Regions from separate parts of the Mus musculus genome. Here all the other regions are linked to region 1. Evidence: chromatin contacts called from public Hi-C, HiChIP or PLAC-seq and promoter capture Hi-C data. All regions are on one chromosome and are shown on one strand. Each heading gives the region's core, a stretch centred on a gene start, on an enhancer-like site or on the middle of the called end of the contact. The rest is flanking DNA. Distances are from core to core; before and after follow the strand shown.

What was found. Promoter capture Hi-C pulls out the DNA fragments that hold promoters and counts their contacts. Hi-C and Micro-C count contacts between places; a contact is called where the count stands out from the background. HiChIP or PLAC-seq counts read pairs in DNA pulled down with a chosen protein or histone mark.
Region 2: a contact with region 1 is called in a promoter capture Hi-C map of embryonic stem cells, with 6 times the contacts expected there. The contact joins the enhancer-like site here to the promoter of Thbs1 in region 1. A contact is called at or near these places in 12 of 39 promoter capture datasets (the 3T3-L1 cell line, the C10 cell line, embryonic stem cells and 6 more), 2 of 15 datasets of contacts at CTCF or cohesin (large pre-B cells and pro-B cells), 16 of 484 Hi-C or Micro-C datasets (the AtT-20 cell line, the C2C12 cell line, CD4 T cells and 12 more) and 21 of 115 datasets of contacts at active chromatin or transcription factors (bone marrow-derived macrophages, craniofacial prominence, differentiating embryonic stem cells and 17 more).
Region 3: a contact with region 1 is called in a Hi-C map of the C2C12 cell line, with 6 times the contacts expected there. The contact joins the enhancer-like site here to the promoter of Thbs1 in region 1. A contact is called at or near these places in 12 of 39 promoter capture datasets (the 3T3-L1 cell line, 3T3-L1-derived adipocytes, the HPC-7 cell line and 5 more), 4 of 15 datasets of contacts at CTCF or cohesin (the NIH/3T3 cell line, large pre-B cells and stem cell-derived epiblast-like cells), 10 of 484 Hi-C or Micro-C datasets (the C2C12 cell line, the Patski cell line, adipose-derived mesenchymal stem cells and 4 more), 22 of 115 datasets of contacts at active chromatin or transcription factors (the NIH/3T3 cell line, bone marrow-derived macrophages, cardiomyocytes and 14 more) and 2 of 9 other capture datasets (embryonic stem cells and liver).
Region 4: an H3K4me3 HiChIP or PLAC-seq map of neural progenitor cells shows a contact between it and region 1, with 11 times the contacts expected there. The contact joins the enhancer-like site here to the promoter of Thbs1 in region 1. A contact is called at or near these places in 4 of 39 promoter capture datasets (embryonic stem cells, frontonasal cranial neural crest, hematopoietic stem and progenitor cells and 1 more), 1 of 15 datasets of contacts at CTCF or cohesin (the NIH/3T3 cell line), 6 of 484 Hi-C or Micro-C datasets (nephron progenitors and uterus), 13 of 115 datasets of contacts at active chromatin or transcription factors (the NIH/3T3 cell line, bone marrow-derived macrophages, craniofacial prominence and 8 more) and 1 of 9 other capture datasets (embryonic stem cells).
Region 5: a contact with region 1 is called in a promoter capture Hi-C map of embryonic stem cells, with 6 times the contacts expected there. The contact joins the enhancer-like site here to the promoter of Thbs1 in region 1. A contact is called at or near these places in 9 of 39 promoter capture datasets (the 3T3-L1 cell line, 3T3-L1-derived adipocytes, the C10 cell line and 4 more), 2 of 15 datasets of contacts at CTCF or cohesin (the NIH/3T3 cell line and large pre-B cells), 2 of 484 Hi-C or Micro-C datasets (bone marrow-derived macrophages and ventricular fibroblasts), 25 of 115 datasets of contacts at active chromatin or transcription factors (the NIH/3T3 cell line, bone marrow-derived macrophages, cardiomyocytes and 16 more) and 2 of 9 other capture datasets (adipose tissue and embryonic stem cells).
Region 6: a FOXA1 HiChIP or PLAC-seq map of pancreatic cancer cells shows a contact between it and region 1. The contact joins the enhancer-like site here to the promoter of Thbs1 in region 1. A contact is called at or near these places in 5 of 39 promoter capture datasets (the 3T3-L1 cell line, cancer-associated fibroblasts, embryonic stem cells and 1 more), 3 of 15 datasets of contacts at CTCF or cohesin (the NIH/3T3 cell line and large pre-B cells), 14 of 484 Hi-C or Micro-C datasets (the MC3T3-E1 cell line, adipose-derived mesenchymal stem cells, bone marrow-derived macrophages and 7 more), 14 of 115 datasets of contacts at active chromatin or transcription factors (cardiomyocytes, a colorectal cancer cell line, embryonic fibroblasts and 10 more) and 1 of 9 other capture datasets (embryonic stem cells).
Region 7: a FOXA1 HiChIP or PLAC-seq map of pancreatic cancer cells shows a contact between it and region 1. The contact joins the enhancer-like site here to the promoter of Thbs1 in region 1. A contact is called at or near these places in 20 of 39 promoter capture datasets (the 3T3-L1 cell line, 3T3-L1-derived adipocytes, the HPC-7 cell line and 13 more), 3 of 15 datasets of contacts at CTCF or cohesin (the NIH/3T3 cell line and large pre-B cells), 32 of 484 Hi-C or Micro-C datasets (B cells, the C10 cell line, the C2C12 cell line and 17 more), 25 of 115 datasets of contacts at active chromatin or transcription factors (the NIH/3T3 cell line, bone marrow-derived dendritic cells, bone marrow-derived macrophages and 16 more) and 4 of 9 other capture datasets (adipose tissue, embryonic stem cells, liver and 1 more).

Annotation. Positions count from the first base shown.
Region 1 is chr2:118,109,712-118,114,056 of GRCm38.p6, reverse strand. Thbs1 (thrombospondin 1) reads right to left here and starts at 2,181. Exons shown (of 22, transcript NM_011580.4): 1 at 1,982-2,181; 2 at 1,348-1,442; 3 at 528-1,087. The coding sequence starts at 1,414. Gm13986 (predicted gene 13986) reads left to right here and starts at 2,855. Exons shown (of 10, transcript NR_126479.1): 1 at 2,855-3,360.
Region 2 is chr2:117,613,148-117,617,492 of GRCm38.p6, reverse strand. No RefSeq gene overlaps it. Among named protein-coding and RNA genes, the nearest start is that of Gm32210, 90 kb to the left of the region's middle. Within about 2 kb of position 2,497, at least 8 of the 459 cell types and tissues checked have an H3K27ac peak or open chromatin away from gene starts, as enhancers often do. A contact at or near this core is called in neural tube, where this site is marked.
Region 3 is chr2:117,666,196-117,670,540 of GRCm38.p6, reverse strand. No RefSeq gene overlaps it. Among named protein-coding and RNA genes, the nearest start is that of Gm32210, 37 kb to the left of the region's middle. Within about 2 kb of position 2,185, at least 38 of the 459 cell types and tissues checked have an H3K27ac peak or open chromatin away from gene starts, as enhancers often do. A contact at or near this core is called in the C2C12 cell line, the SN4741 cell line, adipose-derived mesenchymal stem cells and 3 more, where this site is marked.
Region 4 is chr2:117,683,615-117,687,959 of GRCm38.p6, reverse strand. No RefSeq gene overlaps it. Among named protein-coding and RNA genes, the nearest start is that of Gm32210, 19 kb to the left of the region's middle. Within about 2 kb of position 1,954, at least 25 of the 459 cell types and tissues checked have an H3K27ac peak or open chromatin away from gene starts, as enhancers often do. A contact at or near this core is called in neural progenitor cells, where this site is marked.
Region 5 is chr2:117,708,345-117,712,689 of GRCm38.p6, reverse strand. It overlaps Gm32210 (a long non-coding RNA gene), which reads right to left. Exons shown (of 3, transcript XR_374901.1): 2 at 1,929-2,042. Among named protein-coding and RNA genes, the nearest start is that of Gm32210, 5.6 kb to the right of the region's middle. Within about 2 kb of position 2,264, at least 34 of the 459 cell types and tissues checked have an H3K27ac peak or open chromatin away from gene starts, as enhancers often do. A contact at or near this core is called in pancreatic cancer cells, where this site is marked.
Region 6 is chr2:117,741,553-117,745,897 of GRCm38.p6, reverse strand. All of the region lies in intron 2 of Gm32210 (a long non-coding RNA gene), which reads right to left. Among named protein-coding and RNA genes, the nearest start is that of Gm32210, 39 kb to the right of the region's middle. Within about 2 kb of position 1,862, at least 39 of the 459 cell types and tissues checked have an H3K27ac peak or open chromatin away from gene starts, as enhancers often do. A contact at or near this core is called in cancer-associated fibroblasts, granulosa cells, pancreatic cancer cells and 1 more, where this site is marked.
Region 7 is chr2:117,801,157-117,805,501 of GRCm38.p6, reverse strand. It overlaps Gm13985 (predicted gene 13985), which reads left to right. Exons shown (of 3, transcript NR_126427.1): 3 at 1-853. Among named protein-coding and RNA genes, the nearest start is that of Gm13985, 9.5 kb to the left of the region's middle. Within about 2 kb of position 2,606, at least 51 of the 459 cell types and tissues checked have an H3K27ac peak or open chromatin away from gene starts, as enhancers often do. A contact at or near this core is called in the C2C12 cell line, the HL-1 cell line, Kupffer cells and 5 more, where this site is marked.

The sequences.
Region 1 (4,345 bases), core at 932-3,431:
AGAGTTAATGTGGGCGTTCAAAGCCACGCTTGTAAGAAAAAAAAATATCTGAAAGTTAAGGCAAGTAAGGAGTCCCAGAGGCACATGACTGGACTGTTATTCATGTCTTGCCTTAGATCCATACTGAAAGCACCCAGAACACCCTGCCCAGGGACTCAAATACTGACAAAGTATCCTTTTCATGCCCTATTAAAACTGCTAGGTACATTTGATACAAGTTACTTTCCTAAGGGCACAGGGAGTACCCCATTCTGAAACAGGCTGAGTGTAATAGGAAAACCATTTCTTATCTCTCCTGATAGCTTTGAAAGCATGGGTCCCAGGTCCTGGCACCATTACAACTTATTTCTTATTAGGAACAAAATTTCTCGGGTCCCTATCAAATCTGAAACCCTGGAGTTTTGGGTCATCTGTAATATGATTTAACCAACCTTCTGGGGGTGTCTGTTCCTCTTTACATTTGAGAATCATTTTTAGTCTACCGATATTAATTCCACATAGCCCTTGTGACAGGTAAGAAGATTTACCTGAAAATTGTCATTGACATCTCCCTTTGCAACTCGGAGCCTGGCAACGCTGGCCAGATCCCTGGTGAAGATGCTCTGGATGGGTACATCCAGCTCCGCGCTCTCCATCTTATCACAGTCTATGTAGAGTTGAGCCCGGTCCTCTTGAACAAACAGCGTGATGCTCTTCCACTGGCCAGTGGCCAGGAGAGCTTCCTCCACTGACACCACTTGTTGCTTCCCTGGCAGGCTCAGGCTCAGGTCCAGGGTGCCAGCTTTGCCGTTGGAGACCACACTGAAGATCTGGCCAGTGTTGTCTTTCCGTTCCACAGCCAGGAGTGTGCCCCGGGTCTTCTTCATCTGCCTCAAGGAAGCCAGGAAGATGAAGCCTTTGTCGGCCCACACAGCGTCCAGTAGGTCTTGGAACTTGTCATCCGGCACAGCGGGGATCAGGTTGGCATTCTCAATGCGGAAGGCGGGGCTGGATAGATCTTGGCCCTTCACCAGTCGGCGACCGGGGCCCCTTCGTGCACCTCCAATGAGTTCAAAGATGTCAAACACACCGTTATCTCCCCCAGACTCTGTAAGGAGAGAGAAGACAATCGGCTTTCTAGGCTAGGTATAAGGGGGTAAAGTTCTGGCTGTGAGGAGCCAAGGTGGGAACTCGTGACAATAATGGCAATTATGGAAAGCTGAGCGAGGGAAGCTGCATCCTTATCAGGAGATAAGGACTCCAAGGAAACACAGGAGCTATCGAGAGAGAGAGAGAGAGAGAGAGAGAGAGAGAGAGAGAGAGAGAGAGAGGAGAAGGGGGAGGAAAATGAATATATCACAAACTCACCTGGAATGCGGTTGCTTCCACACATATGCAACAGGAACAGGACACCTAGTCCCCGCAGGAGCTCCATGGTGGAGCCTTTGTGCCCAACACGGAGCCTGTAGCAAGAAGCACAGGAGGCCAGAGTCAGAGACCAGGAAGCAAGGTGGAAGGGCAGAGGTGTGTGTGTGTGTGTGTGTGTGTGTGTGTGTGTGTGTGTGTGTGTGTTTCTTCTTTTGCCCCATATGTGCTGAAAAAGAAGGGTTTACTTTCCAAACGGTATCCAGTATAAAAAGAGCGCCAGAGGCAGGGGGATTGTTGGAGTTCCAGGATAAAGGGTATAAAGTGACTTGGGTCCGTCCCCTCCCCCCCGCCCCTTTAGACAAGATTACAGAATGTATTTTGGATGGCGACAGTCAGGGGTAACCTGGAGACTACTGGGGAGAAAATCTTGGGGTGTCTTGGAGGTATAGTTTGTGAACCCGAAGGCTGAAGAGAACCAGCTCCGGAAAGTTCTTTCCAGGGGATAGACGGGGCAGGATAAAGGAGTTAGGAAAACCAGAAGGGGAAGAGTAGGAGATGAGGAGTAGCGCTGATCATCTGCAGCCTGGGGCTTTGAGGTGGCCGGCCAGGTGCTCCGCAGAGGCGGGAGGTTTACCTGTGTGCACCGGGGCTCAGTAACCCGGAGAGGTGGCAAAGGTGAAGTGAAGGACAAGGACGCTGAGTCCGGTGAAGACGCTGAGACTGCCGGTGCGCCGGGAGAGACCGTGGCAGAACTGGATAGCAGCTTCGCGATTGCCTGCAGAAGTCCGATGAGGCTGGCTGACTCCAGGCAGTGGCTGGCTTGACTGAGGAGCCCAGGACCTTTTAAAGAGGCAGGAAGCAGGGAGGGGGGAGGGTTCTCGGGGGCGGGGGCGGGGGACGGGGACGGACGGGTTCATTTCTCCGCCCCCTGCTGCTTGGCGCACAGCTCTCGGGCTGAAAGTGAAGGGGGAGACTCCGATCCCGCACAGGAGCCCTGGAACTTGTCAGAAAAATAGGTCTCCGCCCACGCAGCCTTGGCGTACTCAGCCTTTAGCGCTTAGGATCTTGCGCCATGTGAACTGGAGACGTTCTGCATGAGAGTCCCCAGACGCGATGCTTCTTTGGGGACCACCTAAGACCCTTTAGGGAGGCTTTCATTAAAGCACATCTCCTTGAATAATTCCATGACAGAGACGCTTGGGGATCGAGACAGTCTGGTTTAAAAATAAAAGAGGGCAAAAGGTTGGACCCCTTAAAGGAAGCTGCCTCCTGAGTCAATCCTGGTGGGTGGGGGATCCCATGTCATCTATACTTTGCGCTTCACTCCTGTCCCGCACGCCTGCCTTCCGTCTGACTCACTAAGGGTGTCAGCACGGTGTTGCACAGGGCCAGCAGGACCGTGCACGGAGGTCGCCTTCCGACTCACTGTCCAAGTCGAGAGTTTTTTCCCCAGTTCTACTTTGCTTCCTCAGATGGCCGCTTGGGGGCGGTATATGTATTCTGATTTAGGGGATCCTTTCGGAGAGTTTTTAGCGGCATTTTAAGGAAGCGAATTTATATCCCGCTCCCTCAAGGCAAAATTGAAATTGTGTCTTGAAAAACAATTTTGTGCCCACTCGTGTTTCTTAACGTGACTCCCGATAGGAGAATTTGCTGAACCATCTGGCTCCAGGATCTTACACTATTTACAGAACGGACCCGTAGAGTTATAAATTACTCTCTACCTATTATTTTATTTCCCATCTTTCTCCCTAAACAGTTTTTTTTTCATTTTTTCGGCTCCCAAAACCGAGGTGTGGTTTACATTTCTGTGGGTATACACTTTTCCATCAGTAGACTGCTGCCTGATCCTTTGTCTCTGAAGTCTGGTCTCAATGCCATCGGTCCGGAGCCAAGATGACTCCAGCTGCCTGGAATTCCATTCATCTCTTTGGGAAGGGACGTCAGCGGCGGCGATGCTTCTCCAGCTGTGGCCCTGCGTGAGCAGGCTTGGCTCTGAGTCCAGGGATCCAGGTAAAAGCATCACCAAATAAGGATCTTGGCAGAATCAGGGCGGGGCCGGCTGAGGGACAGCTGGGGCTCCCTCCCCTTATCAGTTACACCTGGCTGGACTCCCAAACCTTGGAAACACCCAGGACTTTATGCTCATCACACAGCAATTTCACTTTCCTTGTGTGGGAGGGAGTGTTCGGTGACAAGGTGTGTGAGTGTGCGTGGTATGTGTGCGTACACGCAAGGAGGGGCTTACAGAGTGTTTCCTAGTTACTCCGGGTACACAGCTACACAGCCAGTGCCTCTTGTAGATAAGTACGTTCCCAAGATGTGTTTGTTTATTAGACTTCAGATACTCAGAGCCAGCAGTAAAAGTTTCTACTGGTTGATTAGTCAAGTTAGATTCCTGCCCTTGAAGTCACAGGCCCTGACTCAGCCACTGAATCTGAAGATTCGGGATCATCAGGCAGGCTTGCTCTTCGCTTCCAGTTCCTTCCGCAGGTCCTCTTTGCTTTGTGGAAGGCGATTGCTTTAAATATCCTGCTCAGCACTAATTCTTCCTGCAGGAACCTTTGGGACTGCCCTGGGAGGGCTGGTCTTGAGACCCTCTTTCCTCATGAGTTTTGTACCACAGAGGTGAATGTCAGCGGCCCACAGACAAGAGCTTCTCTCCTTGTGTAAAGCCACCAACTTCCCTAGGCCCAGCTACACCTTGCTGATGGATCAGGAGCAATCAGGGTCTGCCCCTTTGGGCCATGTGCTGTCCAGACTGAGGGGGTGTGGACAGTTTGTAACTTGGCTCCTTTCAACAACACAATACAAGTTTTGACCTCCTCCACACCTTTCAGATAAGGCATTATGGGAGAGCTTTGTTGTACTGAAAGCTGGCAGTGGCCTAGGAGATGTTGAATACAAACATAGAGTCTTTCCCTAAACACAGCATGACAATCCAGCTGTCCTGGTTTGCAGGAGATGAGGTTCCTAGGCAGCTATGAGGTCTCACCCA
Region 2 (4,345 bases), core at 1,248-3,747, 500 kb after region 1:
TGGGTATTCTAGGTTTCTGGGCTAATATCCACTTATCAGTGAGTGCATATCAAGCGACTTCTTTTGTAATTAGGTTACCTCACTCAGGATGATATCCTCCAGGTACATCCATTTGCCTATGAATTTCATAAATTCATTTGTTTTTAATAGCTGAGTAGTACTCCATTGTGTAAATGTACCACATTTTCTGTATCCATTCCTCTGTAGAGGGACTTCTGGGTTCTTTCCAGCTTCTGGCTATTAAAAATAAGGCTGCTATGAACATAGTGGAGCATGTGTCCTTATTACCAGTTGGAACATCTTCTGGGTATATGCCCAGGAGAGGTATTGCAGACAAACTTCAGCTATTCAAAGTCTCATCAAAATATTCATTTTTGCATGTAAATCAGAAGCTGGTGATGCAACCCCCAGGGAATGATAGCAGAGCCACAAGAAGAGAGCCAGTGCGTGCGGATGCTGTCCGCCTTACTTGGTTCAAAAATCTGCTTTAAGGTACAGCTTCGTGAAATTAGATACAAAGAAAATGATGTCAAGACTATGTTCCCTACATCTGAATAAATCCTTGCGAATATATCCTGGGGTAGCAAGGATGAAATATACCTTACCAGAGGGGTGGAATTTTGACTTAAAGTGTGTTATGCAACACTGGGTGATAACACTCCCTGGAAGCCTATCTAACAAAAACCCTAGTGCCAGGCAGAGTAATCCCCCCCTCGCCAATTTGTTATCATTTTTTTTATAAAGGAAAAACAAAACATACAAAGGAGATGGTAAAGTAGCCATTGCTATCACTATATAATTGAAATCGCATAAGCCATTTTCTATTCTTTCCCACAATTAGATTTTATCACTCTAACAAAATTGCCATCATTCTACAATAGGAAAGCTGGAAGCTGGAGTAGGTAAAACAGGACTTTAGACTTGTACATGGCCTATTTGGTTCTGTCACTTATGGGCATGAACCCTAACAAACAGTCTAGACACATAGAGCCCAGGGTATCATCAGTCCACTTGGCAGATTATGATGTAGTTTCCATGGAGCTGTTCAGTTGAGGACCACAGATAGTAATGTATGATGCCCATATAGAGGGACAGATTTACCTGCATGACCTTCCCAGATCTCTAGTGAGAAATGGGCTTTTCCAAGTCATCTCCACCTCCAGGCTCCTCCCATGCAGTCCACCTTACCTGTTCTCCTTGTCTTCCATGGCCACCTCCTCCTCGCCAGAGGCTTTGCCATCGGGATCTTCTCTCTGGGATGCAGATCTTCAAGTATCTTGCTTCCTCTCTTGGTGTCTTCAGCGAGGCCTTGTCTCGTACCTTGTTAGAAGTGTCTGTGCTTCCATCCCTTACTATCTCTCTCCCATTTGCACTTGAGTTTCTAATTGACTAAATATGTCTGAGCTCGCATTGTACCTGTTCAGCTGGCAGCAGTCTTATGGAACTTGTTTGCTCTTTGGTTGTCTTCCTCTCCTTGGAAAATTGAGAGTCTTTCTCTCTCCAGCTCACTAGTCACCTAAACGTTATCACCTAGAGTAGCTTTTGATACGTGATGAGTATTTGGCAAGTATTTGCTAAATACCATTACTAATAATGAAGTGAAGGGGAAATCCTAGGGAATCATAAAACAATATAGAATTTGCAGAGTGGTTCCCAAGTTCAAAGTGGAGAGTGTTTTCTAAACCCAATGGAGAGAGTGTTTGCATCATGGGGGGAAATATAGGGAAAGCTTGAGAAAGGACAGTTTTTCTTTCTCTTGTTTTCTAACTATCAGTTAATTAACAGTCAGAACAGATGGTAACCACAGGAGAAATCCAGGGTCACTACCCAGAAAGAAAAGCCCGAGACAGAGGCAGCTACAACAGTGTGGGAAGGGGCTGCTGGTCTCCAAGTTGACAGTCTAAGTCTAAAATACTGGAGGGCTCCTAACAGAACCCATCAGAGCCACACATGCCCTGTGCCTGCTGACTGGTGGGGGCTGGCACATGAAGGGCAAAGGAGGTGGCAGTTGAGCTTCTTGTGCCTCCTGTTTTCCTCCTGTTTCCAAATGTGCTCCTTGGGTCTCTCTCTCTCTCTCTCTCTCTCTCTCTCTCTCTCTCTCTCTCTCTCTCTCTCTGTGTGTGTGTGTGTGTGTGTGTGTGTGTGTGTGTGTGTGTGGTTTCTTTTCCTTGGCTCCTGAGTGAAATCATTTTGATCATGGCACTTGGTGACCCAGTATGCTTCCTCCCACTAATGAACAATCCTGTCTGCAAAACAGAACAACACCTCTGAGATGGCTGTTTATCTAGGCAGCATTCAGCCTCTGCAGCCCACAGGACCCCCTCCTGCAAAACTGGTGCTGAACAGCCTCAACTTGGTGAAAGGCTGAACTGTGTCTGCTCTACTTGATTAACAGGCAGTGGCCATTTCATTAAGGAAAGAGGCCTGAGGAATCCAGTCTGCTGTGAGGACAAATGTTTTCGCATCTCTGTGGTGCCCACAGGGCCTCCTGCAGCTTGGACTCTAGAGTACAAAGACTGCAGTGATAAGGGGTCCTGGAATCCCATGCCTGGCTCTGAGCATGCTAGTTGCCCATGAGATTGATAGCTGGGGTGCAAAGGCTAGAGACATCAGATTAATTTACATCAGCTGTGTTCACAGAAGGATTGGGTTGCAGCTGGTACTGAGCCATCAGTGATCAGACCTCTGGGACAAGGCTCAAGTTTGCAGGGAGAGGGGAAGATGGATTGCCCCTAGACATACCTGCTCCCTGCGAAGGCAAGAGCCTCCAAAGTCAGCCCTGCATTACAGATAATCCTACAGGAAACCAGGAAGAGAGCAAGTCTTGTGACCCTTGGAATATGGACTCAGAAATGGAAGCTTTCTCTTCTTGTCCTAGGAACAAGCTGCCTTAGAAACATGGGCAGCCTCAGTGTCCTCTATGATATACAGCTAGTGCTTCCAGGTGAACTGAAAAGCAATTGGAATTCTCTTGGAAATAATGTGTTTTTTCCAATACTGCCATTTGTACAGTGGTGTGTGTGTGTGTTTGTGTATATATATCATATATAATTAATTCATAGACTAGAGTACTTATATGTCATTAACTATATGGTCAGTTATTGCTTTGTAGAAAGCCCTGCTAGGGTCCTAATAGTGAAAATCAGCATTAAAAATAGGAGTAGAAAGACCTAGGGATTGGTGCCTTTAATTCCAGCACTCAGGAGACTGAGGCAGGAGGATCTGAGTTCAAAGCCAGTCCAAGCTACTGGCTAAGGCTTTGTTTTGAAAAGAAATCAATAAAGAGAAGCCAATAGAAACAAAAGGCCACTTTGTCACAGTGTTTTGTTGCTGAATATCATTTAGAAGTAGCTTGGAGCTGGCACAAAGGAGGCCACAGGCTTTTAGAACTGAGAGTTATGAAAGTGCACACTGGAAGGTGATCTTGTGTGCGAGTGGGGGCAGGGAGTGGGATGTCATGATGGGTGGAGAAGAAACCATTCGGAAAACGAAGGACAAATTCTCCATGGAAATGGTTGTGGACCATGTTCCAAGGGAAACCACTGTCCCAGAGCATCCTTCATTTGTGAAACATATGAGTCAAGTTGCATGGTAGACAGGAAATCTCACTGAAGATCATAAGGCCTGAAGCCTACAAAGAAACTTGACATTTCACAAAAGTTTTGATGTTTTCAAAATTCACACATCTAAAGAGAAAAAACAAACAGTACCCCCATATCTCCTGGTCCACCAATTAGGTGCTTTCTCAGTTACATGCTCCACATTCCTGTAATGACTGGGAGAAGACTGGGGCCTTAATAAAATTCAAAGTGAAATCAAGGAATACCCACAAACCACTATTTAAACAGAGGCACAAAATCAAACATTTACAGAGGGAAAATTAATGTTCTTGGGACAAGTTCAGTGGTGAGTAAACTGGTGCACAGTTGCAGCTGCCTTGGTGTGAAATTCTTAGGATGAAGGGGCACAGGTAATAGGATGTACTTTACCTTCTGGAGAACAGAGATCTCATTTACGTGACCCTGAATTCACCCAGCACAGAAGCATAAGGTGGACAAGTTCTGAAAGAAAAGAAAAAAACAAAACAAAACAAAACAAAACAGAAAATACAAGCCAAACTAACACAAAAAATGACTACCAGTGATAGCAAAACAAATCATCACTAGCTTTTAAAGATAGGCCATCGAGTGGGAGTCTTGGAATCAGACTCTGAGGCCACAGAGAGCCATGAAAAAGGGTAGGGGATAAGAAGCAGCACCCATGGGGCATCGGTGAAGTGCTCAGTCATTGCAGCCCCTGTTATGCAAGCGTGAGACCCCAAGTTCACATCCGCAAGCATCCATAT
Region 3 (4,345 bases), core at 936-3,435, 440 kb after region 1:
TGTGGAGTGAATGAGCTGAGCATCCTCTCTCTGGGAAATTTTCTCTAAGAAGACTACTTTCCATGATTAACAGTGTAGCTATTACATATTCCATAAGTGTCGGACACTGCTGAGAACTTGGACTTGGGATATGGACCTCTAAAGACTAAGAGTTACTACTGCAGTGACCATGAACAGAAGGACTTCTTTCTCCTTGATGGGTAGGGTGCACACTGTGAATGAACACACTACCTTTAAAGCAAGTCCCCGGTACACTATGGCTGAGGTGATGTCCAATAACTTTTGCTAGTCTCACCTGTCCCCTAAGAGTAAGATCTCAGAAGAAGGAAGCAGGGTTAAGAGAAGGTGAGGGCAGGGACTTTTAGCAAACACCATAAGCAACTCCATAGCTTTATTGATGACAAAGCCTGAGAGACCCTAGGCCCAGGGAAGGACACTTCATTCTGTTAGGCTCTGTCAGGTTTCTGAATATTCTCCATGCGAAGACAATGACAGACTTTTCAAAGATTATGTCACAACTAGGTAATGTCTTATTTCAGCAAATAGAAAGGTAGGTTTACTGTCTATTGAAAAAAATAACACGAGTTGCTCAGCTCACGATGCCTCGTCCATAACCCAGCACTGTGTGGGAAGCCATACTAGCTGTCTGTGTGTCACTCTTGGTGAACTGAGACAGGAGATGCTGGCATTGCAGCTCCAGATACTGGAGTGCACATGCATGTGTGCATATGTGCATGTGTGTATGTCTATGTGTGTGGGAGTGTGCATGTGTGTTAAATTCCTTTGTCAATGAACCAGAGAGAAGTCTCATATCCTTTATTGGAGTCTATGAAACTGTGGGAATGTAGCTTGTGAGTTTGAAAGTAGTCTACTGTCTCTGACTTCCTACTGCTTTCTAATTGAAGATCAGAGTCAACAGTGCCTACTAGAAATTGCCTCTCAGATTCACTTTCCCCATAACTGTCCTTTATCCATTGCTCCTCCACTTTTGCATGCCCTTGTTGGCCAACAGTCTATAGATAGAGAAAATGGATTTGTCAATGTTTTCACACCAGCGGCTACCAACTGTTCCCAGAGAACTGTAACTGACTTCATTTGGCCCACAGTCTTCTGAATCTATCTGTATTTACAGGTAAACCTATGTTCAAATTATAAAGAGTATATTTCAATAAGTCATGTACATAATCATAAAATCTTCATAAATATGTTTTCTTTCAAACAACTTATTAAACTTATTGGTGACAATTAATTAATTCTATACTTAGATTCATGAATGTCTCCACATGCCTTCAATTTTCTTTCCCTTCTCTATTCTTCCATACCCACTATAGCACAGATCTAGAACAAAGACAATTGAAGCATCCCTAAATTGGAAGGCAGGAAGATAATAAAAATATCTAAAGTTTAAAGGAAAGTACATTTGGTGGAATGGTCATTAGAAAATTCTAATGTTCAGCAAGTCAGTTTTAGACGCAAGGCTCAACAGTCTCTTTTCTCACCCCTGCCCTGGCCTTGTTGATGTTGAAGTGTCTTTCTCCCATTTCTGCTCCTGTCTGTCTCTCTGATGAGTTCTTGGGGAAGAGACACCACTTCATGTGCTTCTGTATGGCTCATTGTACAGATTGGCTGCTTATAGCATCTAACTGTCCCCAAAGGAGAAGCTAGCTGAGTTCTTCTAGGAAGAAATGCAATATCTTACAACGTAATAGTATAAGATGGAAACCTTCCCAATTCTGATGCAGTATTCCTAAAAGCTCAATTCCCTCTACTAGGAAAAAATCTCATATAAATTTCAACTATTTGATTTGATCTTCTTGTTTACTAATTTCTGAAACTACTAAAAATACATCTCATTTAAACCAATCAAAATAAAGGTTCCTGTAAATATCACAGTGCTATTTAGGTCTTATGGAAATGGAGCTCCAGTCTTCGTTGACCCATTTTCCTGTGCTTAAGAACATCTTCCAATCATGCGCTCCTCTAGCTTAGTTGTTTATTAGTGATTTTAATGCCTTTGTTTAATTTTAATAATAATTTCTAAGGGATGATTCCTCATCCAAGTCCCAAGTTCTCATACTGATGTCTGCTCTTTTTATCTTTTCTGAGAGGGAAAAGAGACCAAGAGCTGACACACCAAAGCCTGGCAACCACAAAAGGGCTGGTCTGGCTACTGCAAGCCAGTGAGTCACTGTGAAGAGATCCCTGGGGCCCAAACTTACTGGCCAGCTAGCTCAGGCAAAGAACCTCAGTCTAGCTAGCTAGTGGGAACAACTAACCAGGCTGCAGTAGATTGATTTCAGTGGTTTCCTTATTTTCTCCTAGAGCTACCCTTTGACAGGATGCTAATATTTTATAAGCCTAAAGTCTATGATTTTTATTAGATGGATACCATTTTTCCCAGCATGGATTAAGACAAGTCTACAGGAAATTCGGAGCGCTCTCAACTGATTGTGTAAGCCTTGTTGTGCTTGGTTTATGATCCAGGCCGGCAAGATTAATAAGTGTCAGTTAAATCTGTCTCCTCCTTAATTTATCTTGTTTATCACCCCCATGAGCATATACTCTTTTCTAGGTTCACTGGTCAGGTATTTTTGTCCTTGTTGTTATTGACAAGCTTGAGTCGTCTGAGACAGGAAACCCAACAAAGAAAATGTCCTCATCAGATCGGCCTGAGGGGCATTCTCTGAATTGTTGATTAATGAGGAGGTGCCCATCTCACTGTGGACAATGCCATCCCCCCTAGGTGGTGGTCCTGGGTGTATAAGAAAGCAACCTGAGCAAGCTGGGAGGAGCAAGTCAGCCAGTGGCATTTTTCCATAGCTTTGGCTTCCGTTTCCTGCCTCCAGGTTCCCTCCTGTCCCAACTTCCTGCCCTGGCTATCTTTCACGATAAACTAAAAAGTGTGAGATGAAATAAACCTGTTCTTCACCAAGCTGCTTTTAGTCATGATGCTTACCTCAACAACAGGTAGCCAACTCTAAGACTTTAGGTATGGGTCCTAGTTCCTGTTTCTAGAAACAGTCTGATTATCTCGTCATTGCTTTATATAGATAGTATTCTTTGAGTAAAATAACAGTTGAAGCTGTGAGAAAGCTTTAGGCTCTAGGAAGGAATAAAAAAAATCAGTTTATTCCTCTAAAAGTTAAAAAAAAAATCTCCCTTTTTTTCCTGATTGGATTTTGACTCCATGACTCCATGAGCAAGAGTTATTGAAGTATGGTGGGTGAAACAGCCCCTTTGTTTCTAGGTAGGCAAAGATTTTTGAGCTTCTGTAGGAAGAGGAGCGAACTCTTAAATCCCAGTAGGTGTCTGAGCAGGTGTCTCTCCACAGCAACCCCTGAAGGAACTCAGCTTTTCTTGTTCCTTTCTGCATATAGAGACACTCTGCTTCTCTAACATCTTTGGTCAGCTTGGTAGCAATAGAGTTGCCCAAAGTCCGATTACACTTCGAGGCCAATTCAGCCTCCTCTGGTGGACATTTCAGAGCCACTGACCTTGTTTTCTTACTGAAAGTGAAGTCTAAAACTCTGAGTCAAACCAATTCCTGGGAGTGTTTTTCTGAAGCAGCCTCTTGGAGCATCTCTTACACCTGCACAGCATTGCCTTACCCAGTGCTAAGAATAGGAAGCCAAGCTCCACATGAACACTGGGCAGAGAAAGAAGGCAGGGGAAACAGAAAGGCCCTGGTGCTATGTCTTAATGCCAGGGCACACAGGGTGCCCTGAGGCATCCAAGGAAGGTGTGACACTGTTTACCAGGGAGAATGGCTGCTGCTGCTGCTGCCTGGCTCCCTACGCCCTGTCTGGCCTGTGAAATTTGATCTAAGTCACAGGAGGCAAAAACATATTAGTCTGACCACAACTCACATTCCGTAGGAGGAAACAGGATTAGAACATTGCTATTCTTGCCCAATGCTGCTAAATTTAAGTCAGTTTAACTGTCCACTGCAGTCTTTTCTCCAAAAACCAAAGGCAAGCATCATTTGGTTCGAACCTAGAGGTGAGACACTCTGAAGGACTGGTTTCAGCTTTGAAGTGGGTGAAAGATGAGAGGGTACACACAGCCCTGATTTCACAGCCAGAGAGGCCAGGCCAGTAAACACCTTCACAAACGACTCCGTTTATCCATTCCTTACAATCAGCTAAGGGAACTGCGTTATATATAACATAAAGATGAATGGAGCACAATTGCATCCCATGAGAGCCAGGCACACCATAAACAAGAGTGACAATTCTCCATCAGATGGTATGTAGCACACTAGGAAACCTTCTCTTTCCTTCGTTTCTGGACCTTTCCTCTGCTACTTCTACCTCCAGTCTAGCTTTGTTTTCTGTTAACATAGGGA
Region 4 (4,345 bases), core at 705-3,204, 430 kb after region 1:
GAAATATTCTAAAAATGTCTTAACAAATGAACCAAAAAGATAAGACATAAAGTGCATTGGTTAATTATACTATATATACTTAATAACTAAAACATAAAAGTATTGATAAATTATCCTGTTCTTGGCATTTTGTAAAGCAAATATGGTAAGTACTGAGATAATTGTGAAGCACAGCCTGGGAGATGATACTTGAACTACTTATGGCTCTGCCTGACAAAACGGCATTGTTTGTGACATTTAGGACCAGTACAACCATCAAATAGAAAAAAAATGGCCTCATGACATGGCAGAAGAAAAATCCTCATGGCCAACTGTCAGACAGAAAGATGTCAAATCTCTCTCATGGCCAAGGAAATGTAAAACAAAATTCTGGTGAGAGTATGAATTGGTACAAGCCTGTTAAAGAATGTGATCTAATGTGAACCAAGTTCATCAATACCTTTAGTTAGGCATCATTATCCATTAAGGAAATTCAAATGATATCATTGTCTGTTATCAGCCCAATGCTCAGCCTCCTTCTCTCGCTTTGTGAAGTGGTGCTTAGCTGCTTGCTCCAGGAAACATTTGCTCCAGAGAGTGTGCCATTCCAAAGATAATTTATTTATCATGAATTACAGCTTGAGCAAGCTTTTTTCCAGAGTCTTGTCAGACTATGCCCACCAATCCAATTCCCTTATGTCATAAATATTGCCTGATTCATACTAGCTCTCTGTCATAGCATTGTCTTCATCAAAACAGGTCATAAAAACATAAATTTTCACTTTGAGACATTGTTAAGAATCTGCCATAATGTTCATCCTTACTGTGGTTGACATAATAAACTTTGACTTTTTTAACAAGTGCTTTTTGTTTATTTGATTTGGAGGCATAGAATTTTAGGTTATTTTCTGGGGCTATTTTGGGGGAGATATTAGGAATAAAGTTAAAGATGTGTATATAATATGGCCCAAGGAAAGCAACACATGCATGAGCCTATGGTTCAAACTGTGAGCTTAGTGAACTGGGAAGCCATTGTAATGAATTACAACCCCCACAATTTTAGAATGGAATAGAGTGGATGGAAATGAGTATGAATGGAATGGGATGGAGTAGAATCAAGTGAATAGATACATTTAAATAACAAAATTGTTACGAACTATTTTATAAAAATTGTAGTTCAATATATGTTTGCATAGTCACACATGTGTATCAAGACATTAACTTAAACTGCATATGAATGTAAAAAGTAAAAATTGTATAGTTTTATTTCAGAATATTTGTAATAATAAGAAATTAAAAACAATCTCAATGTTCAAAAATAAAGCAATAGATGGTATATATTCATGCAGTGAATTATTAACTATGCAGTAGTTAAAATGAGTGAACTATATAGTTATATGAATCAGCACAAAAAAATCTTTAAGACATATAGTGAAATAGAGAGAAATTTACAAAAGAAGAAATAAAATAGCACAATTAATAAATGGACTGGTGAAAATTGTCAGATAGTTCTCAAAAGATAAACTATAAGTAGCCAATTACTATTAGAAGATATGTTCATCAAAGCTAAAGTTGCCCCAGCCTTGTGCCATCTAGGACTACTTGATTATCTATGTGTCTCCCATTCTGTCCTGCACAACTGAAAGGCATCTCTAGAATTGCTGTCAGAGAAGTGTTTAGTTCTCAGGCCTTTGCAGATCTAAAGAAGGCTGAGACCTTCTCTCTGGGTGGGCTGTGGGAAAGAGGAGTCTGCTGGGTGACACTTCATTTGAAAGCCCTTTTGTGGCCTTTGCATCTGGAAAGTCTTCACCAATCTGAGATTCGGATCTCAACTGGTTTTATTACAAGATGGAAACAGTCACCATTAGAATCATTCATAAACCGCAGATGAGATACAGCTCCCCAGCCAGCTCTCTGAGTGGGGTGTACAGGCCGTCTTTGACTGGTTGTTTGTGTTGGCATTGGAGACAGCTCTGCGCTGCCAAGGATGAGCCTCTAACTGGACCATTGTTTCATAGAACTGACTAGTTGTTTGATGAAACTGGCTGTAGGAGCCTCTTGTTTTGATGTGGTGTAAACAGAACTCCACTCTCTTCCCAGTTCTGTGTCTGTGCCTTCTCTCTTGGAAGGACTTGGCCAAAAGCCCTGTTTGACATAAAACAAAACAAAACAACACAAAACAAAACTGGAGATATGGACTCAACTCTTCAATATTCAATGCACCACCACATCCTTTGTCTTTTTCCTAAATGGTTGAGGAATTTCTTTAAAATATGAGAGAAATAATGACTGGCATTTGACAATGATTTTTTAAGAACATATTTAGTGGTATATATTTGATAATTAAAATTAACAAAGCTAATGGTAAAAAAAAATTTTTAAAATAATGATTATGGATTGGTTACCATACCACATTATTCTATAAACCCAAACTCATCTTTACAACTATCCTACAAAATAGGTAATGACTACTACCATTTTACAGCAGGAGGAATTGAGACATAAAGGTTTTAAGTAGCCTTCCTAGGATCCTAAAGCCTGAGAAAGGAGTTCAGTGGAGCCTAGTGAACTGTATAGTTAACTGTCATGTTTGAACTAGGAAGGTGCAGTTGCCAGGGCCCAGGGAGATGACAGTATTCTCTTCAAGAATATGAGTAGACATTGTCTTAGTCCTTTAGTGTACTGAAGTCATCCTTGCCTTTGCACTCTTGCCTGCTGATAATAGTATTTAGTACTAGATAGGTCAAGCAATATATTTGCTCCAAATTAGGCATTTAATACATGAGCTTCAAGTCTCTAGATCATTGGCCTGATTTTCTTGAGTATGAATATGGATTTTTCCATTAGTTTTTTTCCCTTTGAATAATTTTAATTTGCTTTATTTTCACATTTTTATATTCATTTAGAAAAAAGTTACCCTAATAGTCATATTGTAGAAGTTCCTTTCAGAAAAATTCTATTTGGAACTAAGTTTTATTGATCCCTAACTATAAAGAATTTACCAAAATGAACCTCTAAAGTGATTAGGGATTGGGAATTTCTCACTCACTTTTATGTGAAATTTGGCTGTATTCATCAGATACTCTTCCATACGTCATGTAGGGGATGACATGCACACTGGGTGATGCAAACTCTTTGACTTGTCCTATGGATATAGGACAGCATTCCCAATGCCCATTATTCCTTATTCACTGTTGAATACAGCTTGGCTTACAAAGGTAGTTGGAAACAATCCAGCTATTGTCCCTTCAGGAACTTATATGGTGGCAATTAATATTAAACAGCAGGAAACAGATACTGTAACACCTCATGAGCTATCTTCTTTGTCTCATCTCTGGAATTTATTTGAAAATTGCCAAAGAAAATAACTGCTTTTCTCTTAACCAATCAGTATCTAAGAACAACAGTGACATTTTCGACAGAAGAATTTCTTGGAAAGACTTCTCTTTATAAAAATGTATTTTGGAAAACTGACCAACCAAAGTACACAGAACACAGAACTGGAACATTTAAGTAAGAGGAAGGTTTAGTCAGGCTAATCAAATAACAAAATAATACAGTCCTCCATTACCTGATTTTTATCCACCCAGTGTAAACGTAAGCATAGAATCTGAAGTACCATCGTACCTACCGCCATGACACAAGTGTCGCTCTTACAGAGTAATACTTACTAAAGGTCCCTTTGGGGACAAGTCTTTGAATCTTTCAAAAAGTTCTGAGTTTCCTCAGAATGAGAGAGGCTAATATGGTATATTCAAAGTTTTTTTTCAAGAATTTATTTCTCTTTTCGTATGGTTTAAAGGCTGTGGCTATACTATATTCATGGACACCAGTTTCTATAGTGGATTTTTCCAATTATCAGTAGGCAACAAAGACTTTTATCCTAATTAAATTTTATTAGTAATGCTATTGAGATATCTTGATGTGCCGGGAAGGATGGTGCACACCTTTAATCCCAGCACTTGAGAGGCAGAGGCAGGTGGATTTCTGAGTTTGAGGCCAGCCTGGTCTACAAAGTGAGTTCCAGGACAGCCAGGGCTATACAGAGAAACCCTGTCTTGAAAAAAAAAAGAGTGATATCTTGATGTGAATATGTGTGGTCTAGGGAATGGCAATATTAGGAGTTGTGGCCTTGTTGGAGGAAGTGTATCACTGTGGGGGTAGGCAATGGGACCCTTCTTCTAAATACATGGGAGCCTGTCTTCTCCTAGCAGCCTTCAGTTCTAACTAGAACTCTCAGCTCCTCCTGCACCATGCCTGCCTGGACACTGCCATACTCCTGCCTTGACAATAATGGACTGAATTCCTGAACCTGTAAGCCAGCCCCAATTAAATGTTGATCTTATAAGAGTTTCCTTGGTTATGG
Region 5 (4,345 bases), core at 1,015-3,514, 400 kb after region 1:
TGAGGAATGACTTTTCTAAAGGAAAATGAGAGTTGCTCATGAAATGGCAGCAGAGAGATGATTTTATTGAAGTTTTCCCACTTTGACACTCTCCAGTCTTCTGAGGCCAAGTCCATGTTTGGAAAATGCCATCAGTGTTACTTGACTTCGAAATTCAGAGAGGTCGATGTTCTCCAGAAACTTAGATCAGTCTGGCATAGATCATTCAGACATTTTTTTTTCCACACTAGCTCAGGACTTCAAGGAGATTGGCTAAACAAATGACCTAAGGGATAAGACTCACGATGGGCAACATTTCCCATGGAGTAGTCTGGTCATAATTCCACAGCTTTGAATCATCATCATATTGGACAGGGTCATAACATTGTAACACAACTAGTACATAAGCAATTTAGGTCAGAAATTAAATAAAATAAAGATGGCCACCCTTAGAATTACTTCATGACATTTAGTAACTTCATTCTTATGATTCTGCAGTCTCTTACGGTAGATACTGTAGTATATGCTGCTCAGCCTCTAGATACAAGAAAGTCTGATCAACCCCTATGAGCATCAAGCTGGCAGCCCAGGTATCAGGATCTGGTTGATACACCAGATGGGCAGTCTTAACCACTTCCTGTCCAAATTCAAGATTCTTTCTGCTTTTTTTATTGCAAATGTTTTCCTTTTATTTATCTCATGGGTTTTAGGCACTTGGAATACTGTGTATCACACAAGCCAAACATTTATATAGTATAGATGTGTATAGTTGTGTTTATTCTCTATTTATTAGGCTATATTAAAACAGTAAAACATCAAGAAATTGTTTGTTTAGTGGGTACTAAAGTATGAGAAATATAAGGCATTTGTTGCTATAGTTAGGGCTCTGATGAGGACACACCAAAGACATTCAAGCAAAGTTATAACAGAGGGTGCAGTCAGTACAGAAAGGGAAGGCAGAGGAAGAACCTAACCTGGGATCAAGGGGAAAAGAAGACAGTACTGTCACTTCTCTTGGATCCTCACAGCTAGCCTTTCCTTGAAGAAAAAGAGGGGGATGGGAGGAAGTACTTGGTAGTAATTTCCCTTTGTGAATAGATCACTAGAACATGAGAGGGTTTTTTTTTATGAATGGATCATTAAAACATGTGGCTTTTTATGCTCAAGGCTCCCTTGTTTTGATCATCACTGAGTACATTTGAGTAGGGGATGAATAGATTCTGGCTTAGCCTACAGAATGAGCATAAAGGGTCCTGATGTCTTTTGATCAAGGATTGATTTGTTGGGATTGCTTTTTAGATGATTTAGGCTGTAGCGTCTACAAGGCAGCTTGCACGAAGATACCAGAGAGGTTGTGAGAGGGAATGGTGACCCCACTGCAGCACTCTGGTCTTCACCAAGTGCTGCTATGGGGTTTTGAACACCTACAGGATCCATGACTGAGGGGAGTGCAGGCCTCTGTTGGTGCTTCATTTAGGTCTTAACCATATGAGGTAGGAGATCATGGGCCAACCTCAGCAAGAGCCACCATGCGAAGAACCTAGTAAAATGTGTATAATCCACACATGGGAAAACTCAGAGATTCCTTGTGAATACCAGTGGCCTAAAGTTAAACAAATGGTGACAGCAAGTCTGAACAATTTAATTGATGCCAAATGAGTATGGCCATAATGTCCCTGAAGCAGGACAAATACTGGCTAAGGCTCTGGACCTACCCTGAGGATCAGATGCTAAGCAGCGCCTACCACATACCCGGGGAGCCCCTGTTTAAAAATACCCAGTGCTCTCGCTTTGATTTTAGTAAAGTGAAGTTTGAATATAAATCAGAACATTCATCTTTATCAGCTTGTTTTCTGTTCTTGAAAGCCCTAGCTAAAGCTGTCAGTTAATATCTGTAGTTCAGATTAGAAACGACAGAGGAAACATCAAAGGACTGGAACTTTACATACCCAGTAACACAACAGCCTCTCCATTAGGTCTCCTGAGAGATGGACATACAAAAAAATCCCTATTGTGGGAGCCAGGAGGGAGCAGGAAGCTTGGGCTGAAGTCCAGGGCTGTCTCTGGGATAAGTAAAAAGCATTTGAGTTAGTTCCCAGCATGGAGGTGCTAAACGCCACAAAACTGAGTCATGCATTGGTCCGTCATCAAAGATAAACTGTTACCAAATGAATCAAAAATTTTAAGCCTCTGAGGTAAAAGAGAAGTTTCTGAGCTCATACTCTGTCTAGGCAAGCTTTTGAGTGTTTTCTTGGATGAACCCACTCATATCCGCTTGCCTTAGGTGGCAGACTACGCCACTGACGCCAGAGAGTGGGGCATGGAAGGAGGTCCTGGAATGGCTCTGTCTGATCTGGTTAGGGCTCCTTCCTCCCTCCTTCTCTGGTGGGAGTGGTATCCACCAAGCCACAGAGAGCCTCTTACCTCATCCCTCACTCTGATGCCTGCTTCCCGATATGAGGACTAAGCCAACTGATGTCTCTGGTTAATCATAGGTCTAACAGCCCTGTGACAGCAGGCCTTTCAAAACCTTCACTTCCAAGTTTCCCAAAATAGTCTTCTCAAATGGACAACAGCTTCTTTGAGGTACAACTCACCCATTGTGCATTTTGCTCACTCATTTTTGAGTGCATTTGTGGAGCTGATCAACCATCACCACAATTAAGTTTTGAACATTTTCATCACCTTGGAAAACCCAATCCCTTTTTACTGACACATTCAATTTTTTTAGAACTCTTTCAACTTCTGTAAACCATAATTTACTTTGTGCTGTTATGGAGCCCTTTATCTTATAACTGATGAAATGGGATCTCCCAGCAATTTGCCTTTTGTGACTTGCCCTTTTGACTAGCATGTGTGAGGCTTTTGAGGTGTATTTATACCGTATCATGGAACAATATTTCATTAGTTTTATGGCAGAACAATTCTAGTGTATGGGCCTACTGTGCTTTGCTGAAATGTTCAGGAGTGGATAGATTCTTGGTCTGTTCCCATCTTTTGGATATCGCACACTGTATGAGACTATAAGGATGTGTGTTCTCACCTTTCTTGGCTTTACACCCAGGAGTGGAATTGCTAGTTGGTAAGGTCTCTTAGTGCTTACTCTTTCAGAGATCTTAATAGACTGCATTCTAAAGCAGCGGGATCATTTTATATTTCAAACAGAAGTGAATAAAAATTACCATTTCTTCACATCACCACTATTGCTTGTTATTCACGGTCTTTTCTTTTGTAATCACACATCCAGGTATAGAGTGCTAGCTAGAGTTTCTTTATTAATTTGTTTATTGGGATAGTATTCTTGGGTAGTGTCTTCGTATTATTCAAACACTGAGTTCTGTGAAGCGGAGAGCTGAATGCAGAATGAGCTTTGGTTATGTTAAGTATCACCTGTCTCAAATGTTTTGAGAACATCTTTTCCATCACCTTCCGATTGGTTTAATAAAAAGCTAACTAGCCTATAGCAAAGAAGAAGAGAAGAGGCAAGACTTCTGACAGAGATAAGAACTCTGGAAAAGAGTCAGACCCTGTTGCGCTCACCTCGTCCAGCAAGAAAAAAATGCAACACGGTCGGATTCTTCTCAACAGCCTTTTTTATTTCAGGAACACCTCAATGCTACGGGAACTCCGGAAACCCAGGGAGGACTGCTTATATACACCCCAGCACTGGGGAGAGCTATGTGTCCTCCTGGGATTGGTCAGTCTTCCGGCACTTTGATTTGTATGCACCTGCTTGGGAGGGGTTGGCACCAGATTCGGGCTAGCGCCTGCGCAGTGGCATTGTTTACAGATGTACGGGAGGCCGGCGCCATCTTTTAGGCGCCCGGCTGCCTACAAGACCCCAGAACATTTGCCAGCCAGATGCCGATGAAGTAGCACATATGAAATTGAGGAACAGTAAGGAGTCATTTGGCCGAACACAGATTAGGATTAAAAGGTTAATTTAAGAGCTAGTTGGGAACAAGCCTAAGCTAAGGCCTAAAGCATTTATAAACATAAAAGATTTCTGTGTCATTATTTGGGAGTTGGAGCCTCAGAGAAAGTCGTTATATTTGTTCCTTGACAACTGCATACCTTTGTATAACACATTTTGATCACACTCACTACCCCACCTCAGTCAATACTCCCCTGCTTTGAACAAGTTCCATCCCCCACTAACAATAATGTCTTTTTGTTTTGGCCTTGGTTTTGGTTTGTGACCCATGGAGTTTAACATGTTCTACATGACTAATCTACAGTCTCCATACAAAAGACCCTCCTTATTAATGTATGTTAAAATATGATAATCTTAGAGATCACCAAGGCTCAGCTCATAAATGGGAGTTGTATCTTTATAAAAGAGATCTTAAGAGACGCCCCCCCCCCA
Region 6 (4,345 bases), core at 613-3,112, 370 kb after region 1:
AGATAAAAACAGATGATAAGAATTTGAGTTATTAATAGGATAATGAGAAAGAGATTATGAAATTTTTAATGAATTATTCATTTGATTATGAATTATTCATAAGGAAAAGAGAGACAGACAGGAAGAGTGAAAGAATGTTGGGGAAGGTCCACAATTAGGGTCTTGAGGATGAGCCAGAGAGGAAAAGGAGCATGATAGGAAGTAACCATGACAGAGTAGGCACAGAGAAGGCAAGAACACACTGCACTCCACTCAAAACACTGAATTGAATCACCTGCCAAAATGAAGCCTAACTGTACTTAGTGACCTTTTACCTACTGTCTCCCCTTCTCCTTCTTCTGTATTCCTGGCCCTCTGCTCTAACTGTACTGGATTCACTGTTCCTTTCCCCAGTATCTCCTCATCAACTGTTCCTCACCTTCAGTTTTACATCTTGTGTTCATCCTTTGTTTGCAAACTCGGGCTAAAGACATGGAATGCTTAGCTAGGTATAAAAGAACAGGCTGTCATTTATTCATTCACTCATTCACTTACTTGATTTCTCATGGAAAAAATGTGTGTGGAAGTCTGACTCCACCTTATCACTTGGTTCTGAAAACACTGGAGAAATTTCAAGAAGAAATTTCTATTTGAGTTCTCAAAAAGGGTCTCTGAATCTAAAATGTGGACAAAGTGAGGACCACATTGGGATGAGGGGTTGAGGTGACTCAAAAGAGTGGAGATCTGATTATGTCAAGAATTGGAAGCAGGTAATAAGAACATGCATATCCATCTCTAGAAATTCTTATTCAATAAGACCTCTTCATATTTGTGACCAAAGTCAAGGAGAAAGAAAATATCAATGCTCATGACCAATTTCTCAAAGGCATTGCTCAGTACAGTAGATTCTGTATTTGGGCATCCTTTTTTGAGGCTGATGACAGCCCAATGTCACTTGCCTTTCTTACATGTATTCACTTTTCCTAACTACTGCTAATTATCCACAATGCTATGTGTTTTACCTTTATCGGTCAGTGGATTGCTAAGACCCTGATAGCATACCCATTCGCTGTCCTTGCTCAAATACTTTTAGCATGGGCAGAGGAGAAGCCAGAGATTATCAGTAGAATATACCTTCCTTCTAGCCATCCATTTGACCTAGTACACTGCACATTCCTTTACATACCTGCTGATCAGTTGACTAATAGTCATTTCTTAACATTCAAACTTCCTGTTGCAGTTGTTCCCTAGTAGAAATGATATTCCTCCAGGAAATCAGGACTCTAATACTGATCTAATCTCAGTACTGGCATCAGTTCTAGTCTCAGTTTTAAAACTATAGGGATTTGTTCAAGGCTGCTTTTACATTTTAATAACAAGGAAAATAATTTTCAACAAAGGAAACCTGAAACTCTACACAGGAATACATCATTCATCAGGCGAGTCTAGGCTTTAGGGGCAGGATGCTAATTTTGACCCCCACTACTAGTGTGAGAAGAGATGAATTATCAACTCTAGGCATTGTTTTCATCTTAGAGTCAGAGCTCTCTATTCTGTGGAATTTGTATAAAATCTGACTTAAGAGTTGCATGAAAGAACTTATACGAGGTGACATTCACTACAGCATTGCCACCCTCCATGTTGATTTCTAATGTGACATAAAGTTCTCAGTAAAAAGAGACAGCCCTTGTCCTTCTGCCCCATCTGGGCTCCCCTTTCTTCCTCCCTCACACATAATCCTGAGTGCCCTCTGGGAAAGATAACCTAGGAAACCACAAAACAAATACAGAAGTGTTTACATTTTCTCAGTAGCAAAAATAGCCAGAGTTGACTGGTCTTTCTCAACACTCCTTGATGCATGACTAAGAGACTTTTGAAATGTCTTCTTAAGTTTTCCTACTAGGGATATTGGTATTTCCCCACCATCCCACTCCTAGCATCTGAAGAGCTGTGTCATTTCTCAGAGGACTATTCAGGCCTTCCTATGCAGCTATTCCGAGAAATGAACTAACCTCTTTAGCACAGTGAGATGTGATATGCATAAATTTTAACACTGGGTCCTATCTATATGGAGTGATATAGCGAAATGGGAATGGAGACAGTGACTATACAGATGGAGGAAGATTCTCAGGGTTGTTAGAGGGAGTACTATAAATGGAGAAAGGTGATACTGCACTGTAACTTGGCCTTGAATCTATACAGAACTCTCATTTACACTATCCCCATGGGCTCAACATATATCTTTCATCTTCTAGGCATTTATTTCCTCATTCATGAAATTGGAAGGACTTTGAATCCAGCTTCATGTAGTTAAGTGAAAGAGATGACAAATGATAAGTGCCTTGGGGACAGTGAACACTACTAATTTTCAATAGAACTTCTTTTGTCTCTGTTCCACCCCAATCTATGTCCACACTGAACTAGATTCTTGCAGAGCAAAGAAATAGCCCCAATTTTAAGTTCCTCCCTGTTCACACATTGGCTGGAGAATGTCCATTACATTGGACATGCATTTTTACTGTTTATTTTACCTGCTTGCCAATGGGTGTTTAAAAGATTATGACTGCCCAAGTAGGTACTGGGTACAATATACTTGTACCAGTGAAATAAGCATTGTCATGGTTAATCTTGGTTAATCTTCATAACTGGATCTAGAATGGCAAGTCTCTGGGCACACTTCTGGGTGATTTTCTTGATTAAGTTAATTGAAGTGAAAAGGCCCATCATAAATGTGTGGTTTCTGGATGGTGGCTGAGCTATAAGGAGGACTGGTGGAAAATCTTCTGTTTACATCTTCTTGGCAAATTCATCTCTCTACCTATGAGTTCATTTGCCTTGTTGAACTGCTGCTGCTAATTGTTGTTGTTGATGTTATTGTTATTGTTGCTATTGTTGTTAACATGGGATCTCAGCATCTTTCACATTCTAACATGAAATAAAGGCCATTGGCTCTCCAGGAATCACCCAGGCCTTTCGCACTAGGTTGAGATTGCTGAGGCATCCAGCTCTATCAACTAAATAGTTTCCATAATTTCAGCATCCCTGGAGTAAGGATTGTCATATTTGTACAACACACATATATGGGTTCTTACCCTCTGAGTACCCAGATAATACTGGTATTCTACCAGTAAAACAGAGAAAGCCCCATAGGGTCTTTCACTACTACCTTGGAATTTCAATGTCAAGCAAAGAAATCAAGAGCATCTTTAGAGCCAGACTTTACCTACCAAAGCCTGGCATACAACTGGAAGGATTATGACAACAGCCATAGTGGAAGTGGTCTCAGCATTGTAGTCATGGTGAGGTTATCTCAAGGCCAAGTAACCCCTGCTCCCATAAATCATCCAAAGGTTCCTGTTTTTCTATATTTAGTCTCTTCTACATAATATCTGAATGTTAGTACATTTCTAGTAATTAGTCTAAGTTCTGAATGACACAAGTCCAGTCTGAGCTCTTTTGATGAACCATGTCTCATGTCTCATTTGCCTCTTGGCTGTAGTGGCAAAGATGACTTGTATCTGAACTCTTGACTTCCAGGTGTAGATACATGATGAGCACCACTATTAAAAATAAAATAAAGCAAGCATCCGAAACAAAAGAAAATCAAGACATAGCCACGTTGAATCAATCCTTCCTTCACAACATTTCTGTGCTTTGCCTGACTATTTGGAACGTTTTTTAGCCTGTGAATATCAATAAATAAAAGATTATAACAGATTACTCAGGGATATGATTCAGTCCAGTCTAGAAGGAGGTCATTAGCAAAATATTTTCAAATTGTCTTATTCTTCTGTTTGGAAAAACTAATACTTAGATATCTGTAGTCACAGTATACTCTCTATTTATACATTATTCCAGACATTTATTCAGCCATTGTTTGCTAAATGTCTGCTAATATAACTGTATCTTGTGTGTGTGCACGTGCATGCACACACACAGGAGATACAACCCTCACCATTCATAAAAAGTATATAGTGTGTCTCTGAATTACCTCCATAATCTACATATAGCCCTCATTCAACCAATAAGAGGCCACTAAAGAGTGGTAAAGTTTATGGAGGGAAATTGAACAAGTGGGAACAGAGAACATCTTTGTAAAGTGGACCCATCTGACCCTCTGATAAAGTGTTAGCTCAACTATCTGAATGAAGAGAGATGGAAGACCATGTGATACTGGCAGAGGAAATAAGAAGTCCAAGGATCTGAGCTAGGGAGATGCTTCACAAGGGCAGGTCAGTGGGGAGATCTTGAAGTGGAGAGACTAAGGGGGACACCAAAGAGGCTGCGGGGTGGAGCCTGTATCCCTTGTAAGGACTTGGTATTTAAAGAGAGATAAGGATATTACCTGCCCTACGTTTGAGGTTAA
Region 7 (4,345 bases), core at 1,357-3,856, 310 kb after region 1:
GTTGTGACAATGACTGTGGACTGATGTAGCCTGTCACCCACTGAGAACTGGCAGTTCTCCTGGGCACCATTTCCTGGGCTCAGCTGTGGTTTCTCATAGACAAAATGGCACCCAGCAAACCTGAAATTGCATTGTATTCCAAATATTCTTCAGTATTATGAGTTGTGAAAATAAGAATTTATACAGAGCCGGGTGGTGGTGGCGCACGCCTTTAATCCCAGCACTTGGGAGGCAGAGGCAGGCGGATTTCTGAGTTCGAGGCCAGCCTGGTCTACAGAGTGAGTTCCAGGACAGCCAGGACTATACAGAGAAACCCTGTCTCAAAAAAAAAAAAAAAGAATTTATACAGAACCAAGGAAGGGGAGATACATGGTTATAGAGTTTTTGTCTGTTCTTACTTAGGCACGAATCTCTATTTGCTAACATCATGCCTTGCTATAGTTTTGAACTTAATAATTGCAGAATTGAAGCTTATATCTCAGGACAGGAATTTCCACTTATGTTCCAACATTCCTCCTCTCCTGTGCAAAACCACAGCACTGAGGTCATCTAATCCCTTGCTTTTATGCTTTCCTCCATAGTCCAATACTGTCTCTTCTCTCTGGTCTTTTGACCACAGTATAAAGGGAGATATTTGTTTTGGCTCCTTCACTCCCTTTATTTGTTTTTACTGGTGATAGGTCATGCTGGTAAGAAGTGGAATGCAGAAAACAGAAGCAAAGGATCTCTAGGCTTTGATATAATAAAGGGTTTGATCTCATCCATTTTCACTAGGTTTTAAAATACCTTTTTTTTTTTTGCAACTGTTATACAGTTCTATAATTAGTTTAAAAATTAAAAATGTTTAAATTGCCCTTGGATTTTAAATTTTTTCTTTTTCTTTCTTTCTTTCTTTCTGTTTTCCTTCCTTCCCTTTTTGTCTTTTGTTTTTGTTTGTTCGCTTGTTTGCATATTTTTGTTTCAAGGCTTGGGTTCTGGTTTTCATCTTCATACTAAGCCACTATAGTAACCCAGTATGGCCTGTCTGTTTGTGGCTTTAGTGTCCTCACCTATAGGGTGTGGGATTAGGCTGACGGGTCTCCACTCTTTCTTCAGGCTGAAAGAACTTATTACAAAACATTTTAGGTCAAAGATCTTAGCTTTGAAATATCAGGCTGGTTGTTACTTATTTAAATTATACTCCTTAAACAGCCATTGCCAGGGCATTATGCCATTGAGAAATAAACTATGCATATCCTGCCTCAGTCTTAGAAGTGTAGGGCTAACATATACATTCTATTTGCACATAGATTTAGCAAATTTGGGATTCTCTCCTTCTATATAGTAAGATAAATATAGATATATCCATACAGACTTAACTTCAATTAATTTTCATAGCTCTAGAAGCCTTGAGTAAAATGACAACAGCCATTACATATCATGGAACCCCAATGATATTGCATGTGACTGTGGTGAGCTTGAAATAAGAAAGATTTGTTCTTCCAAACTTGTGCTGCTGATAAGCTTATTAAGAATATTTTATTCAACTAAATTAAAATAAAAAGTAATAGTAAAATACATCAAACACAGATATTCATCAGATAGTCTTACTAGGCAAGCAATCTGTAGTCACCATATTGGAAGACCACTTGGCATATTTATTGGCTAGATGTGCAGATGCCTGCAGAATCAGCCATTTGGTTTCCAGTATAGACTTAGCAGAAGTGAGTAACTGCAAAAAGGTCAAGTTGGAAAGTAACCAAAGAGTTGAACAGTAAAGAAACATTATCTGTTCATACAGTTAATGGCAGTGTAATTAACAGGACAAGAAGAATGAAGATCCCCAACCCTTAGCATACAACACCATGAAAGAAATTCATAAACATTATTCTGAGTAAAATTTAAAAAACGACACTTACATATAAGGTGAAACATGTTTATATTATTAAAACCCAGAATAGAGTTTATCCATAGACAGTATGAGAGGAGATCCTGGGATAGTGTCTAATTTCTTCAGCTGTATCTTAGTTGGATTGATATGTCACATTTGTAGACATGTGTCTGGCATCACATGCCATCTATGATTAAGCTATTTTATCTGTGTCCATTATATTTCAACAATCATTTTGTAGTTTTTTTTCCCCATGTGCTAGTTCATTCAACTTACACAATAACTCCAGGCAATAAGAAGGGCGGGATAACTTTCTCCCAGTTACCAAGAAGTGAACCTGACTCAAAGTTTTGTCCAAAGCCTTTGGGCTGATTAGTCATAGATCAAGATCAGGTAAAAGAAGGCAGTGCTTTATAGGCAGATCGCTCTGATGCCTAAAAGGTATTTAATAAATACTGTCTAGTGCTAAGTTGTAGAGTTCCTAGTAACAAAAAGGTAGTCATCTTACCGTGAAATTTTCTGGGGCAGTGGTGCATGTGTATGTGTGTGTGTGAGTGTATAGTGTGTGTGTGTGTGTGTGTGTGTGTGTGTGTGTGTGTGTGTGTGTGTGTGTGAGATCTCTGGCTGGATCACATGCATTCTCTCCTCAGAAGGAAACAGAGATATGCTCTGATTCAAATGCCCTTGGTGCTGCCAAAATACCTGTGGAAAATTGTGCAACTATGTCCCTCTAGGGCTTAGAAGTGAATGAGTCACACCCTCAGTTCTCAGACATAGTGCCCAGGAAAACAGGAAAGCTCACGTCGGCAGAAATCCATTATGTGACCTTGGATTAATCATTGAGCTTCTTTAGGGGCAATTGTCTGAAAGACCAATAGTATGAGATTCCCTCACTTAGAACCATATGTGTGTTCCTCCTGTAGTATACCTTTGTGAGGTTCCCTAAGGTTTTTTCCCTTCCACACATGCAACCATATTTCATCATTTTTAGAGGCATTGGACTGTATTCAAACTTGCCAGTTCCCTTCTGGTCACTTAAGATCAGATTTTACTTGTTTACATTTGAAATTCAGCATGGCCAGTTCCCTGCCTATCTTTAGCTAAGAAAGAAGACAATCAACTGAGTTATATAAGTAACCAGAAGTCATATGCAATTTCTTAATCATGCTTCCTCACAAAATATTCTATAGATGAGCTAGGATGTGGTACAGTGGTTGCTAAGCATGGCACAGGGCCATGAGTTCTATCCCCAAAAGTGCAAAAAAAAAAAAGTGTAATAAAACTTTTCTTGTCAACATAAAATTCCAGTTATTTATGATGTGGAAAACAAAAGAGATAAGAAGTCCCAGAAATGAAATCTGTAATTACTTGGATAATAACTCTGAACCTTCTTTGGAAAAAAATATGTAGAATGTAAAATGTTTTGATTTAGGGCTCAACTGTAATGTCAAGGTCATCCAATCATCCAATGAGCTCAGAAGGAATCTGAGAAAAATAAAGAGATAAATAGAAGCAGATGTTTGGAAACACTTGAATATTGCTAGGGAAATTGTATGGTTAGAAATCAAAATGTCTGTGTTGTATCCTCCACCCTAATAAGGCTATGATATCAGGCATTTAAGTGGCTGTTCAGCAACTTTTCAGAAAAGAGCCATGGTTCCATGTCCTCTATCACTAAATGCCTCCATGAGGTGTATTTTGAAATGAAGTCTTTGTTAGGATACCCCGAAGGAGCTATCCTGTCATGATTTCTATTACTCAAGACCTGCATTTAAAATTAGCAAAAGAGCATTTTGTTGGCAAGGAGATAACATTAGAAAGATTTTGTTTTTCAATTGGTCAGCACTTTCATCCTCAGAAGCAAACTTCTCTTGCTTTTAGTTGGTACAATGGCAAGAAGTAGAAACTCCCAGTTTATATTTAGTTGTCAAAGCATGACGTGCTGTTAACATAGTTCTGTGGAAGATATCGAGCCCTAAGGATCAAACCACAGATTAACAAAAGCCCAGTGAGGAGGTAGGATCTTCTGAAGTCCTCGGAGGGAAGGCTGGCCACGCGTCATGTGAAGGTGGCAAAGGAGAGGTCATTGCAATATGGGATTCAGGAGTCTCGAGAAGGGAGGTAATTAGTGAGAAAGGTTCAAAAATGGGGTAGTAATACTTAGTTGACATTTTGCTCTGCAAAGTTCCTGTTTGTTTTGTTGAGTCATCATCAAAAGCTCCAATCTTCCTAGTCGAAGAGGCAGAGAAACCATGATCATTTCCATCTGCTTACGAAGTCTGCACTGATCTAGCTTTGGAATTCTTGCCTTCTGCTTATCAAGGACCCAGATAAACTAACCCTTCCCCCAAATTGCACTTCCTTCCTCTGTGAAGCCCAGCCCACTTTAAGGAATTGCTTTGAAACTTTCAGGAAATGGTTACTGTGAACTGTTTATTTCAGAGCCTAAAGTATATTAAATATATTAAGCATTTT